Regions from separate parts of the Sus scrofa genome. Here region 2 is linked to region 1. A link is a contact called in public Hi-C data. All regions are on one chromosome and are shown on one strand. Each heading gives the region's core, a stretch centred on a gene start, on an enhancer-like site or on the middle of the called end of the contact. The rest is flanking DNA. Distances are from core to core; before and after follow the strand shown.

Region 1 (6,336 bases), core at 1,473-3,972:
CGGCCCTTCATGCCAAGCACGAGGCACAGGGCAGTACTTCCTCCCGGAAAGTACAGAGACGCCAGCCCCAGAGCGCCACAGGGCTGAGAGCAAGGGGCTGTTAGCGCTGTGTTACGAGAGAGGGACAGCAGTCTCTGAGGCCAGGTTATCTTGAAACCAGGTCATGTCTTGTGATCAGTGCAGCAGCTTCCTGAAGTTAGCACCTTCTTGAGCCAGACAAGATCTGTTAGGTCTGTCTCTGGGCATCTGACTTGGTTCAGTCCACAGTAGGTCTGGCTGAGCCGAGGCCCCTGCGTGCTTTCTCGTCCTTCCGCTGTCTGGGACCAGAGATGCCAGGTAACACTGCCGCATCCGTGCCGGGGCAGTGCCCAGTGGCAGCCTGCACCGCGCCAGGCACAGTAGAGGCCTGAGCTGCTTTTCCATCAGGGACACCCCGAGGCAGTCTGGTGGGAGGGTCGGCACCTATCCCCTGGTGGCGTCTAGCAAGAGGAAAAGTCTGGAGGCTTGGATCAGCCTTTGTCAGCCTTGATCCAGCAGTGCCCCTGGCTTGGCCCTCTCACACAGACTCCCTCTGGGAGCAGCTGACTAGCCAGCATCATCCATGAGAGGACATGGCTGTGCAGGAGAGGGGCCTGTTCCCCTGTGTGTAAAGCTGCCAGGGTTACAGAGAACTCGCTGCTCCAGCAGCCAGGCAGGAGTAGGCATTCGCTTGCCATGTGAAGGGAAAGGATGTCAGCTATAGCATTAAGATGATGGATCCATCTTCTCCCAGCCCGAATGACTATCAGTGTGATGAAAACGAGCGCCTGGTAAAAGCTGGAAATCCTCACAGGGCCCGAGCAGCGAAGCCTCCCCCTGCCTGCGCCTTCCCAGGGACAGTCAGGAGCGCCTCCTGTGCGGCCATGGCTTCCCTTGCACATGAGCCTGTGGTTAAGACCGGGTCTGTGGCGCAGAGACGTCTTCCCCGTGTCACTTCAGTGTTGAGAATCGGTCTGCTGATTGTCTTTTCTGAAGACTGAAACTCTCCATCTCCCACCTCCAGGGAGCTGGTTTTTTGGCCTTGGTTCTTCATGGCGACATCATGTCCCGTGATGCGCCTTCCATTGCTCACAAGGGAGATGCAGGTTGAATCCCTGATTCCATGTAAGGCTCACGATGGCATTTTTCTCATCTCTCTGTATCTTCCCGGGGGAGAGGACTTGCTCAGGGAGAGGGGATGTTTGGAAACATGTCACTGGTTGCTCCACTGCTCTCGCACACCTCCAGGCTCGTAGCGGCAGCCCCGTTCTCTGTCACTCTGTCCCACAGCCTCGTCACTGGTGTGTCCTTTCAGTTGAATGGCCTGTTTAACTGGATCACACCATTGAATCACATGTGTGCAAAGAAAAGCCATGGAGTAAGAGACGCTTGAAACACGTGGAGGAGGAAAACAGGTGGCTTTTTCTTCTTTCTTGACATTGAGTTCTACCAGATGCATTTAGGGGAAATACGGCACTTTGTCTTAAGAAAAAAGAAGGAATGAAACCTACAGCAAACCTTTCCTGACTGTCAGCTCTCCTAATCCCACAGCAGCCTTTAAGTCATGTGAGGTGAGTTAGGTCTTGGAAGCACTACAGCAACCTGTGCCCCTTATTCTGTAACAGGATACCCGGCTCCAGAGCTATGCCTCTGGGCAGCAGAACTTAACTGCGGTTTCTTTTAATAATCGTTAAGCCATATCACCTAAGGTTTTCGGCTTGTTTGAGATGTGAATTTGTTTTATAGATTATAAATATACATATACAGTGTATGTATAAAGCAGAATGCCTGTCCCTCCTGATTATTTTTTGTACCATATTGTAAATTATATTATTTATTCTTTACCAATTTTGGGAATAAAAGGTGTTTGGTTATTTAATATAATAAACAAAAGCTGTTAAACTTCTTATGTTTAAATTTCCAGTTCAACTTGTAAATCTGTTTTTATTATTGTGCATAAATACATACTAATACTTGATCTAATCATGACCGTTTCTGCTTTTTTCTTTTTAAGTGTGCGCTTAAGAAAACGGCCGGAGCGGCTCTCATTTGGTGCCATCTCAGAGGCACTGACTGCCGCCCACAGTGTAGTTTAGCAACAAAGCGCTCCTGAATGTGTATTTTACCTTTACCTTTTTTTTTTTTTTTTTTTTTTGAGCCAAACATCAGTCAGCTGGCACTCTTTATTTATCCCTTGCCTCCCACTTTTAAGGACGTGTTCCCCACAACTTGCAGGACAGGAACTGCGGTCCTGTTTCCTTTGGCCACGTATCCATGTGCCATTGACTGTCTTGGGCCCTGTTGGGCGCCGCTGCGCTCCGGGAAGCGCTTCCCGGGGCTCCCCCGCTACGCCAACCAGGGCGCATACAGGGACGGCAAGCGGGAGGCCGCGCCTGGAAGAAGGGGCACCGACCAGGTGCGGGGATGGTGCCCGACCCCGCCCACCTCAGGAGGCGCGGACGGACCATCCCTTGTTGGCCAGTTGCCCAATGGCGGGGCCCGGCGCTGTGAGCGGCATCTGCTTTCACCAATCGGCTGCAAGCGCGGTGCGATCTTCTCCTCGCCTCAGTCTCGTGAGGCGGGGCCCGGTGCTGTGATAGGCTGCGGCGTTGTGATTGGCGTCGGCGGCGCCCAATGGAGGGGGGCTTCAGGCCGCGCGGGGCCGGACGGGAAGGACGGCGCGGCGGGCGGGAGGTGCCGAATGGCGGGCGACATGTTCCGGGTGCCGGAGACCGAGGGTGGCCGGGCTGGCTCCAGGTGCGGCGCGGGCGCGGCCACCGCTAAGGCCACGGCCGCGTGGTGGGGGGGGTGGGCGCGGGCGCCGTGGGGGCGGCCGCGGTGAGCTCACGGAGCCCCGGGCTCCGCTGCCAGGTCGGGGAGGTGGGCGCGCCCGCGGGACGGGAGGCCAGAGGTGCGCCTCCCTGCCCGTCGGATCCCAGCACGTGTCTCTTCAATGGCCAGCGCGCCGGCGACGCTGGCGGAGCGTCTGCTGCGGATGGGCGGACGTGGCTGCGCTACGGGAGCCCGTGCGACGCTGCGGCCGACACGCTTTCGCCGGGTGCTCGTGTGGGCCCGCCTCGGGGCAAGGTCCGGTCCTGGGAGCCCTCAGCAGTTCCGCAGCCCGGGGTTCGGGCCCTCCCCTCCCCAGTCCTGGAGCCCTCCCCTCCCGCAGTCCCGCGACTCGGGGGGAACCAGGCGCTGCTCCCCAGTGTCCTGAGAAGGAAACAGGACAGCAAGTGATAGCAGAGGTGCAACGGGGTTGAAACACTCGGGAACATACAGCAGCCCCCTTTTTAAAAATTACAGTTGGATTACAGTGTTGGGCAGCACACCTTCTCCGCTTTTAACTAGTCAATCATTGGGTGTTGGGAGCCGCACAGAGCTGGCGAGGAGGGGTCCCGCGGCTTGAGGAGCCAGCGGGAATGGAGCTGGTTCAGGTGCCCAAGAGTCATCTTCATTGTGAGCCTCTTCTGGGGCTCAGCCACCCGATAAAAGTAGAAGAGGGCGGAGGTAAATACTACAGAGAATAAGAGGGTTGTTTCAACTGCTAAAACCCCTGTAAACTTGAGGGAGTTGGGTCAGTTCTCACAGTCCTAACCCAGCGGTCATCAATCCACGGAACAGTGATTATTAATCACGGATGCCCCCACCTACGCTGACCTGGGCCAGAAGTTTATCCCGGAGCCTTCGCGATGAATGAGTTCCTGGGGATGAATGAGTTCCTGGTGCCTGCAAACCACTGTCCTGTCCCCGCCCCCACCAGCTGGGCAAGGGCTGTTTCCAGCACTTTCTCAGCTGTGTCCCTCAAAGTTCCTCTTTGTTTACACAGCCTGGCACCGGCTGCCCAGCACACACTGGTCCGGTTAGGGAATGGGCCCAGTAATGCTGGTGGAGGTTGCACAAGATAGTTGCCGAGCTGGAGCTCTGCAGTAACACCCACACTTCTTTGCGGCATTAGTTTTGGAGAGGAAAAGGAGAAAATTCTTGGAGCGTGTTGGAGAAGGAAAACCCATCTTAATTGGAAGCTTCTGCCTGGGATCCGAAGGGAGCTTTGTGTTTTGACGGCCATCTTAAAGGACTCAATGGACAGGCCTTGTGAGATTCGCAGTTCCCTTAGCTGTGAAAGGAACCGGTGCTGCTGCAGGATTACTAGGCCAGGTTTTCCTCTTAAAGCCCTGATTTGGTTTTCTCGGGGAAGGATTAATTAGCTGGTGTTAAAGGATGTTGCACTATAAAAGCATTTAGCTTTGGCCATCATCGGTGATCTAAGGTCCTTCTTTTAAACTGTAAGGTGCATGTTTGTAAAGAATTTGATCCACATTTCTTTTGCTGCTTCTCTCCAAACCTGACTGTTCCCCCAGAGCTTTTCTGGAAAAGGGGGGTAAGCCGTTAGGGGGGCGGGTCGTGAGTGTGCCCCCCCCCCCGAGCGTCGATGTTGCATTCTCAGCCAGTGCCATCGTCCCCTTGAGTCGTGTCTGGCTTTTCTTGTCCCCTGCCCCTTAGCTTCTCTTGTGGATGCACATTGTTGGATTGTACTGAAGAGGTGCTGCAGAAGGAGACACTGGTTGAGAGGCACCCACGTCGTGAGGTCATCCCATCCCCCTCTTGTAATTAGGGAGCCTAGTAAAGGCCACCCTGCACCCCTGTTGCAGCTTCTGTCTTTAGTGAAAAGTCTATTTGACTTTTAGTCCGATGAGACCCTCTTGGAGCAGCCTGTGGATTTGCTTGACCACTGCAGGGCTGTGCCTCTCGGCCCACCCCATGGCCCCTCCCAGGAAGCCTGGCCCCTGGGTGCCAAGATCTCTGCTGGAGCCTTCTTGGGTGTCCCTTTTTTTTTTTTTTTTTTGTCTTTTTGCTATTTCTTTGGGCTGCTCCTGCGGCATATGGAGGTTCCCAGGCTAGGGGTTGAATAGGAGCTGTAGCCACCGGCCTACGCCAGAGCCACAGCAACGCGGGATCCGAGCCGCGTCTGCAACCTACACCACAGCTCACGGCAACGCCGGATCGTTAACCCACTGAGCAAGGGCAGGGACCGAACCCGCAACCTCATGGTTCCTAGTCGGATTCGTTAACCACTGCGCCATGACGGGAACTCCATTGGGTGTCCCTTTTCTTCCTTTCTGTCCAAAGTGAAGTAAAACAAAGCTCAGAGAAATACACAGTCATCATTTATTTCCACCACCCAAAATTAACGTTTGAGCGTTTGAAATTCCTGCCGCCTCCTGTACCCAGACTGTGCTCTTTCCTTGCAGAGACCACAAACTCCACTTGAACCTTAGAGGTCTTTGGAGTTTCCGTGAGCCTCGGTGCCTCTGCGGCTTCACGCACAGGGAGCACCGAAACCGCCTCCCGCAGCTTTGGCTTCCCCGGCAGGCATGGAGCGTCTCCAGGCCGAGGATGCATCCGCCTTCCCGCCCTCGGGTCCGGGGCAGGCCTGCCAGGGTGGGTGCCCAGGGGCCTTCAAGTTGGAGGTGCAGTAAAGGGAGAGGCCCGGGAGGGTCTCGGACCCCGGCATGTGCGAGGAGCGTCCTGGAGAGCTCGGGGTCAAGGCGCGCCTGTCCCCGAGTCTGAGAGAAAAGCTTTGTTTCAAGCAAGTCAGAAGCATAGGAAGGTTCGGTCCTGCCAGCCCGGGACTTGGCATTGACTCTGTTCAGCTCTGCGGCTGGCACTCCCCACCCCTTCTTGCAGAGAGGGGGCCACGCGGACCCAGGCCTGCTGGCCCTGCACGGAGTCAGGCCGAGAACCAGCGGCGCGGGGCTGGGGCCGTGCCATTGCTCGCGTGTCGGGGAGGCGGGCGGCATCCAGGGTCCCTGGCGCGTGGGCGGCCGTGAGGCCTCGCTGGTGCCCTTCTCGGGGAAGCAGAGGTTTCTTCCCAAAACCACGCGACGTGAGGGTTCAGCTCTCGCGAGGACGGAGCGCGTCACGCGGCTGTTTGTGTGACGGCGCCGTGGTCGGGGTCCGCGCGGCTTCCCCGTGCCCAGCTCTGCGGTATCGTCTCTCAGTGTCCGGGGTCACAGACGGGCCTCTTGCCTCGGACTGGTAAGAGAGCAGGGCCACGCAGCCTTCAAACCTGCTCTGAAATACGTTAAAATATCTAGGAGGTCCCGTGGTTGCTCAGTGGGTTAAGAACCTGACTCGTGTCCGTGAAGGTGCAGGGTCAATCCTTAAGGTGCTTAAGGCCCTGGTGTGGCAGGAGGCTGAGGCGCAGTTGCAGCTCCGTGGGCCGTGGCCGTGGCCGATTCGACCCCTAGCCTGGGAACCCACATGTGCCGCGGGTGCGGCCCTGATGAAAAAATACCTGGTGTTTTGAGAAAAGGC
Region 2 (6,336 bases), core at 1,636-4,135, 280 kb before region 1:
GTTTTCAATTTGGATAGCCCAGGCTTTGAAGGAGTGTGTGACCATCAGCAGTGTCCCTATCCTCTTTGGGGACCCTCCACCCCAGGGGGCATGTGGAGGGGGATGTTCTTGAGAGCTGCACAGGCCCCCAGACCCTACCCAGCTCACAGGCCCAGGAGAGGGTCCCCTGGGGTCACCATGGGAGGCTGGGGGGGGCAGTTAAGGGGCTCCATGCCAACTGTCTGGTGTAAGCACAGACCCCAGCCCCATGCCCAGGCTGCTGGCAGGCAAGGTCTGCCTTACTGGAGGCTGAGAGCCCGCCCAAATCCCCAGGGCAAGCGCAGCAAAGGAGTCTCCTTGGCTTACAGCTTCATTGGGAGGTCTCTGCGGCAGGACCCAGAGCAAGATTGTGTGAGAAGCGCTGGGAGAACAAACAAGAGTCCGGTCCTCTGACAGCTGCAAGGGGCTGAGGCTGCCAGGCCCGTGTGTGTGTTCCCACAAGTCCCGCTGTCATCTCTAGAGCTTCTTGTCACTCGGCCTCCAAAAATATACGTCTGCAGCTTTCACTCTCTCTGCCGTTTCTTGATTCCTTTCCAAATCTCTGTGGGGACCCTGGCCTCAGCCCCTTGATGTGGCAGCTCTTCCTCTTCAGGGCAGCTGCTATTGCCACTTCCCCCGTCCTCAGGGTCAGGCCCGAGTTCCTCAGACTCACCTTCACTCTTGCTGTCCGCCCTGTCCACGGGCAGCCTGGGGGATGGGGGGAAGGGTGCGTTCTTACTGGCCAGGCCCAGGCGACCCCCTGGGGCCCACTCACTCCTCAGAGCTCCTGAGCTGAGGACAGAGGCCTCAAGCCTGTACTCTCTAAGCCCAAACCTCTGCAGCAGGACATGCCACCCTTCCTTTTCCAGAGACAGAAAAGCAGCCCGGGGCGGGGGCGGGGAGGGATGTTTAGCCCCCCGCCCCACACGCCACAGCAAGAGGGGCTGAGGCCAGAGGCAGAGAGAAGCCCTGGGTCTCAGGTGCCACCAAGCTAGGAATCCCAAGGACCTACCGGGTGCCAGCCACGGGCCTGTTGGGATTTGCAAACTCTCGCCCTGAATCCACGTCAAAGGGATCTGAACCAAGGAATCAAAGAGGAAAGTGACTTGTAGGTGAGCCTGGCTCAGAGCCAAGTGTCCCACAGCCTGGCAGGAAGGTCCCTCAGTCCCCAGGCTTCTCGAAGGAAGTGGCAGGCCTGGAGGGTCCTGGCTCCCACCCGGGAGGGCTTGTGTCTATGCCATGCCTCACCGACTTCCTCCTCCTCTGGGTGCTCCTTGGCGAGGGCCAGGAACTCCTGCTCTGCCTGCAACACCTCCTCTGGGCCACTGCAGGCTGCATACTTGTCCAGGAGCTCGCGGTTCAGATCTAGGAAGCCCTTGCCCCACTTGAACTTCCGCAGCAAAAGGACAGCAAGGTCTGAGAAGCCTGTCGGTGCCAGAAGCAGGAATTCCAAGGATGTGCACAGCCCTTCTCCCGTCACCCATGCTGCTGGCTCCTGCTGTCCTAGGAACTACAAGTCCCGCCCACACCATCCCATGGTCCAGACAGCCCATGCCCACTCACCAGCCTCTGCCTCTGTAGCCCACTAACTCCTTCTCCACAGGGAGGCTCATGGGCTGCCCATCTGGGCCTCCACATGGACCATAAATTCTCTGGGGACGAGTCGGGGTAACAAAGGGCTCCCAGGGCGGTGGTGAGACTTGCAGGCCAGCTGTTTGTTCTCCTGCTACCTTAACCCCACAGGGCAAGGACTTAAAGGCCCTGACACTCACCCAGGATGCAGAAGGTGGCAGCGAAGGCCTCCACACAGGACAGCCTGCAGGGCCGGCCATAGTTCACAGGGTTGGCGGCTACCAGGTGGGGTAGGAGCCGCAGGTGGCTCCCCCGCATCTTCCCAAACGGTGTCTCATTCAGTCTGGCCCAGGAGCAGTCGATGACAGCGACCCCAGACTGTGCTACCAACTGTCTGCCAGAAGCAGCATAGGGGTGAACGTGATTCTGGCCCCAGGTAAGGTATGTCCTTGGAGACTGGCCTCCCTGGCGACTCAGGGGCATCATTCCCTCACCCCAGACACCTCCAAAAACCTTCACGAGCCAGGCTTTTGAGGCAGTTAGGGGTAGGTGTTCCTTGAGAAAGCTCATTTATTTACTCAACAAACGGTTATTGAAGTGCGCTACATTTTGGGCTCTGCACTAAGCAATGAGGTAAGCCAAACAGATCAATAGGAATAGGTGAGCCTTGAAAGGAAGGATGCGCCACAGTCAGGGGCTTATTAAAACGAAGGAAACAAAACAACAAAACGAAGGAGTCCGGGGAGGCACCCTGCCCAATCCCTGCTCCCACACCCCCTCCTCTCGCGCCTACCTGTCTGCAGGAGACACGTACTGGGAGCCCACGGGGCTGAGTACGAGGCCGCCAAACCTTTGGCCCAGGCGCAGGCAACGCACCAGTCCCAGGCGGGCCAGCTTGCGGCCAGTGCAGCGCCGGGGGTCGCAGTGGCCTAGCTCCCACATGGCCAGCGCGCAAGGCAGCCGCGCCGGGCCCGGGCTGCCCTCGTCCTCGGCCGCCTCTGGCTCCACGGACGCTGCACGGGTCAGAGAAGCGGACATGGTCTCAGGCACTGCTCCACAGTCTGGCCCTGGGCTTCCGACCCTCTCCCGATCGCGCCGCACTCACCACGCAGCGCGGCGCCCACCTCCTCGGCGAAGGCCTCCAGGGAGCGGCCCGCGGGGCGTCGAGCGTGGCCGTCTTCGGCCCCCGGCCCGCGAGCTGCCCTCCGGCGGCCCATGGCGAGCAGCGGGGTCCTGGGCTCGCGGGCTCACAGCTCCGCGGGCAGCCGGGCCTCGCGCCTGCGCAAGAGCCGGGCGCCACTTCCGGTTCCGTGCTCACGTGACCCGGGCGCCCACGTGATCACGCGCGGCCGCGGTGCCATGGCTGCGAGGATGGCGGCTTTTGTGCTGCTGCTAGGGCTCGCGGAACGCGGTTAGTGTGTCCGGACTGCCTGCGCATCCCGCCGCTGCCTAGTACCCTGCTCCCCGGAGCCCTCTTCCCGTCCCCGCGTCCCTGCCCCGCGCTGCCCGCCCGCGTCCTCACCACCTGTTCTCTGCAGGGCCCGCGCGCTCAGGTGCCGCCAAGATGAAGGTGGTGGAGGAGCCCAACACGTTCGGGTGAGCGGCCTCTCGGCGTGCGGCGGGGCGGGGCGGGGCGGCCTAGACCCGGTTCTCCCTGACCCTCCTGCTTCCTCCAGCCTCAACAACCCGTTCATGCCCCAGACCAGTCGCCTCCAGCCCAAGAGGGATCCTTCGCCCGTGTCTGGTGAGTTCGGGGGCCCGGAGGGAGCAGGGAGCCGGCCTGGCTTCCCCACCAGGCGGGCGGCGTCAACTCTCGGGGGCCTGCTCCAGGGAAGCGGGAGAGGGAAGGGAAGCCTGGGATGAGGGGCCCTGAAGGCTAAGGCCTGGAGGCTCATGCACTCTGTCGGCCTTCTAAAACCATGTCAGGTGAGCGCCAACGTTCGAGAACGTTATTGTACCAAGTCGAGGAGTTACCCTAGACTTAACCCTTAATTTTTTTTTTTTAGAGGTGAAGTCTGTTAACAGTTTGGTGTTTGTTCTCCCAGACGTTTTTTATGCTTTTACATGCATAAGTTTACAAGTAAAAAAAAAAAGTGTAGTAATTTCTGATCGTTGCCTTCCCCTTTTGAGCGGTACATGTTTTCTCGTTTGCTATCCTCGCTTCACTGTGCGTCTTCCTGGTAGATGTGGGTCTTCACTCTTTGCTCTTGGTGCCCAGTGTTTCATAACTCGGCTCTGCATCCTTTTCTTGTCCAGCGGGGTGGTGTTTAGGGTTTTCGGCCGTTAGAAACAGTGCTGAGGAGCACATCCCCCCTGGGGGCTGCCTCTTTCTACACTCAGGTGAATGATCTCCTTAGGCCCATGGCAGAAGTGCAATTGGTAGGTCGTTAAATGATTAGTAAATACAGGAATCCAGGAGTTTCTTCTGTCATGCGGTGGGTTAAGAACCCGACTGCAACCTCTCAGGTCACCTTGTCGCCAGGTTCCATCCCTGGTGGAGCATGGTGGGTTAAAGGATCCCGGGTTGCCGCCGCTTCAGTGGAGGTCACAGCTGTGGCTCGGATTCACTCCCTGGCCCAGGAATTTCCAGGTGCTGTGGGTGCTGCCATTTAAAAAAAAAAGAAATCAACTGTAATAGAAAAAATAAAAATCACTATTTAAAAAAAGAAAAACCAAATCCAAATTTCTTTTGTTTTGGCTTTTTTTTTTTTTTTTGATTAGGGCCATATCTATGGCATATGGAGGTTCCCAGGCTAGTGGTCAAATTGGAGCTGTAGCCGCCAGCCTACGCCACAGCCACAGCCACGCCAGATCCGAGCCGAGTTTGCGACCTACACCATGGCTCACGGCAACGCTGGATCCTTAACTTTCTGAGTGAGACCAGGGATCGAACCAGAAACCTCACGGTTCCTAGTCAGATTCGTTTCTGCTGCGCCATGTACTCTTTTTTTTTTTTTTTTTTTCTTTTGGCTTTTTAGGGCAGCACCTGCGGCCTGTGGAAGTCCTCGGGCTAGGGATTGAATCGGAGCTGCAGCTGCTGGCCTACACCACAGCCACAGCAACGCGAGATCTGAGCCGATTCTGTGATCCTCACCACAGCTCATGGCAGTGCCGTATACCTAACCCACTGGGGGAGGCTCTGGGATTGAACCCTCATCCTCATGGATCCTAGTTGGTTCGTTACCCCTGACCCATAACGGGAACTCCAAGACTCCAAATACTCTTTTTTTTTTTTTTTTTTTTTGGAGCCGCACCCATGGCATATGGATGCCAGGCTAGGGGTCCAATTGGAGTTGTAGCCGCCAGCCTACACCACCACAGCAATGCAGTATCCAAGCTGTATCTGCAACCTACACCACAGCTCATGGCATTGAGAGATCCTTAACCCACTGCGCGAGGCCAGGGATCGACCCTGTATCCTCATGGATGCTGGTCAGATTCGTTAACTGCTGAGCCACGACAGGAACTCCTTTTTTTTAGTTATTATTATTCTTTTTTTTTGCAGGGTTGCCATTTTATTTTTTTATTTTTTTTAATTTTTTTTTAATTTTCCCACTGTACAGCAAGGGGGTCAGGTTATCCTTACATGTATACATTGCAATTACAGTTTTTTCCCCCACCAGGGTTGCCATTTTAAATGGGGGGGGGGTTTCAGGAAAAGATTAAATGAATTTAGCCTAGAAGCTGAAGTGGAAGGGGACGAAGGCATGTGGCTCTTAGCACTGGGCTTGGGGAAAGAGGGGTTCTGCAAAGCAGTGGCCAGATAAGGCCTTGAGCAAGGCACTGTGGGGGCCGGAGGGACTGGCCGCAGGGGCGCCGTGAGATCAGAGAGAACCGGCACAGTTGTGAGCGCCCAGTCTAAACAAACCTGGACTCGCTTTTACTCTGAAAAACATCTGATAGAAAAGCAAAGAAATGGGGAGAAAGGTGGTGCAGTGGGTTAAAGATCCAGCGTGCCTCTGTGGAGGCACCAGTTCAGTCCCCAGCCCAGTGCGGTGGGTTAAGGATTGGGTGTTGCTGCAGCTGTGGCATAGGTCACAGCCCCACCTCGGATTCAGTCCCTAGCCTGGGGACTTCTATAGGCTGTGGGTGCTCACTGCCCCCCCCCCCCGCCAGAAGGAAAAGCAGAGAGATGGGAGTTCCCTGGTGGCTCAGCAGGTTGAGGATCCAGCATTGTCACTGCTGTGTCTGGGCTTGGTCCCTGGCCTGGTGCTGCAGTGGGTTAAGGGATTTGGTGTTGCGACAGTTGTGGTGTAGGTTACAGCTGTGGTTGCAGGGATTCAATCCCTGGCCTAGGAATTTCCACATGCCCTGGCTGTGGCCATAAAAATAACAGTGAGAAGAGTGTTTCTTTGCCTTCTTTCTGTGTTTTGAACATCACTGGCTTAGATTTGAAGCCTGTTTTTATCGCGAGGTAGTTGACATGGGGTTTAGAAACCAGGAGCACGTCTCTGTCGTCTCCGCCCCCAAGACAAGGCCAAGAACATTCCCATCGCCCACAAGAGTGCAGTGTCCCCTTCTAACGCCCCCTCCCCCCAGCACTCTCTGGCTTCCATTGCTGTGTGTGTGTGTCTGTCTGCTTTTTTAGGGCTGCACCCGCAGCATATAGAAATTTCCAGGCAAGGGCTGGAATTGGAGCTGTAGACACCAGTGTACACCACAGCCACAGCCACTCAGGGTCCAAGCTGTGTCTCTGACCTACACCACCGCTCCCAGCAGCAGTGCTGGATCCCTCATGCACCAAGC

Evidence for each region. A called contact is a pair of places that touch in the nucleus more often than the background predicts.
Region 2: a Hi-C map of liver shows a contact between it and region 1, with 4 times the contacts expected there. The contact joins the promoter of TSR3 here to the promoter of JPT2 in region 1. A contact is called at or near these places in 1 of 5 promoter capture datasets (fetal liver), 1 of 47 Hi-C or Micro-C datasets (liver) and 1 of 2 datasets of contacts at active chromatin or transcription factors (alveolar macrophages).

Annotation. Positions count from the first base shown.
Region 1 is chr3:40,253,346-40,259,681 of Sscrofa11.1, reverse strand. JPT2 (Jupiter microtubule associated homolog 2) reads left to right here and starts at 2,722. Exons shown (of 5, transcript NM_001048070.1): 1 at 2,722-2,775. The coding sequence starts at 2,732. CRAMP1 (protein cramped-like) reads left to right here. Exons shown (of 22, transcript XM_021086822.1): 22 at 1-2,005.
Region 2 is chr3:40,530,771-40,537,106 of Sscrofa11.1, reverse strand. TSR3 (ribosome biogenesis protein TSR3 homolog) reads right to left here and starts at 2,885. Exons shown (of 7, transcript XM_005655151.3): 1 at 2,696-2,885; 2 at 2,384-2,603; 3 at 1,791-1,984; 4 at 1,267-1,443; 5 at 1,031-1,094; 6 at 692-726; 7 at 334-580. The coding sequence starts at 2,807. The coding sequence ends at 543. It overlaps GNPTG (N-acetylglucosamine-1-phosphotransferase subunit gamma), which reads left to right and starts at 2,890. Exons shown (of 10, transcript XM_021086862.1): 1 at 2,890-3,001; 2 at 3,129-3,186; 3 at 3,267-3,334. The coding sequence starts at 2,950. It overlaps BAIAP3 (BAI1-associated protein 3), which reads left to right. Exons shown (of 35, transcript XM_021086856.1): 35 at 313-550.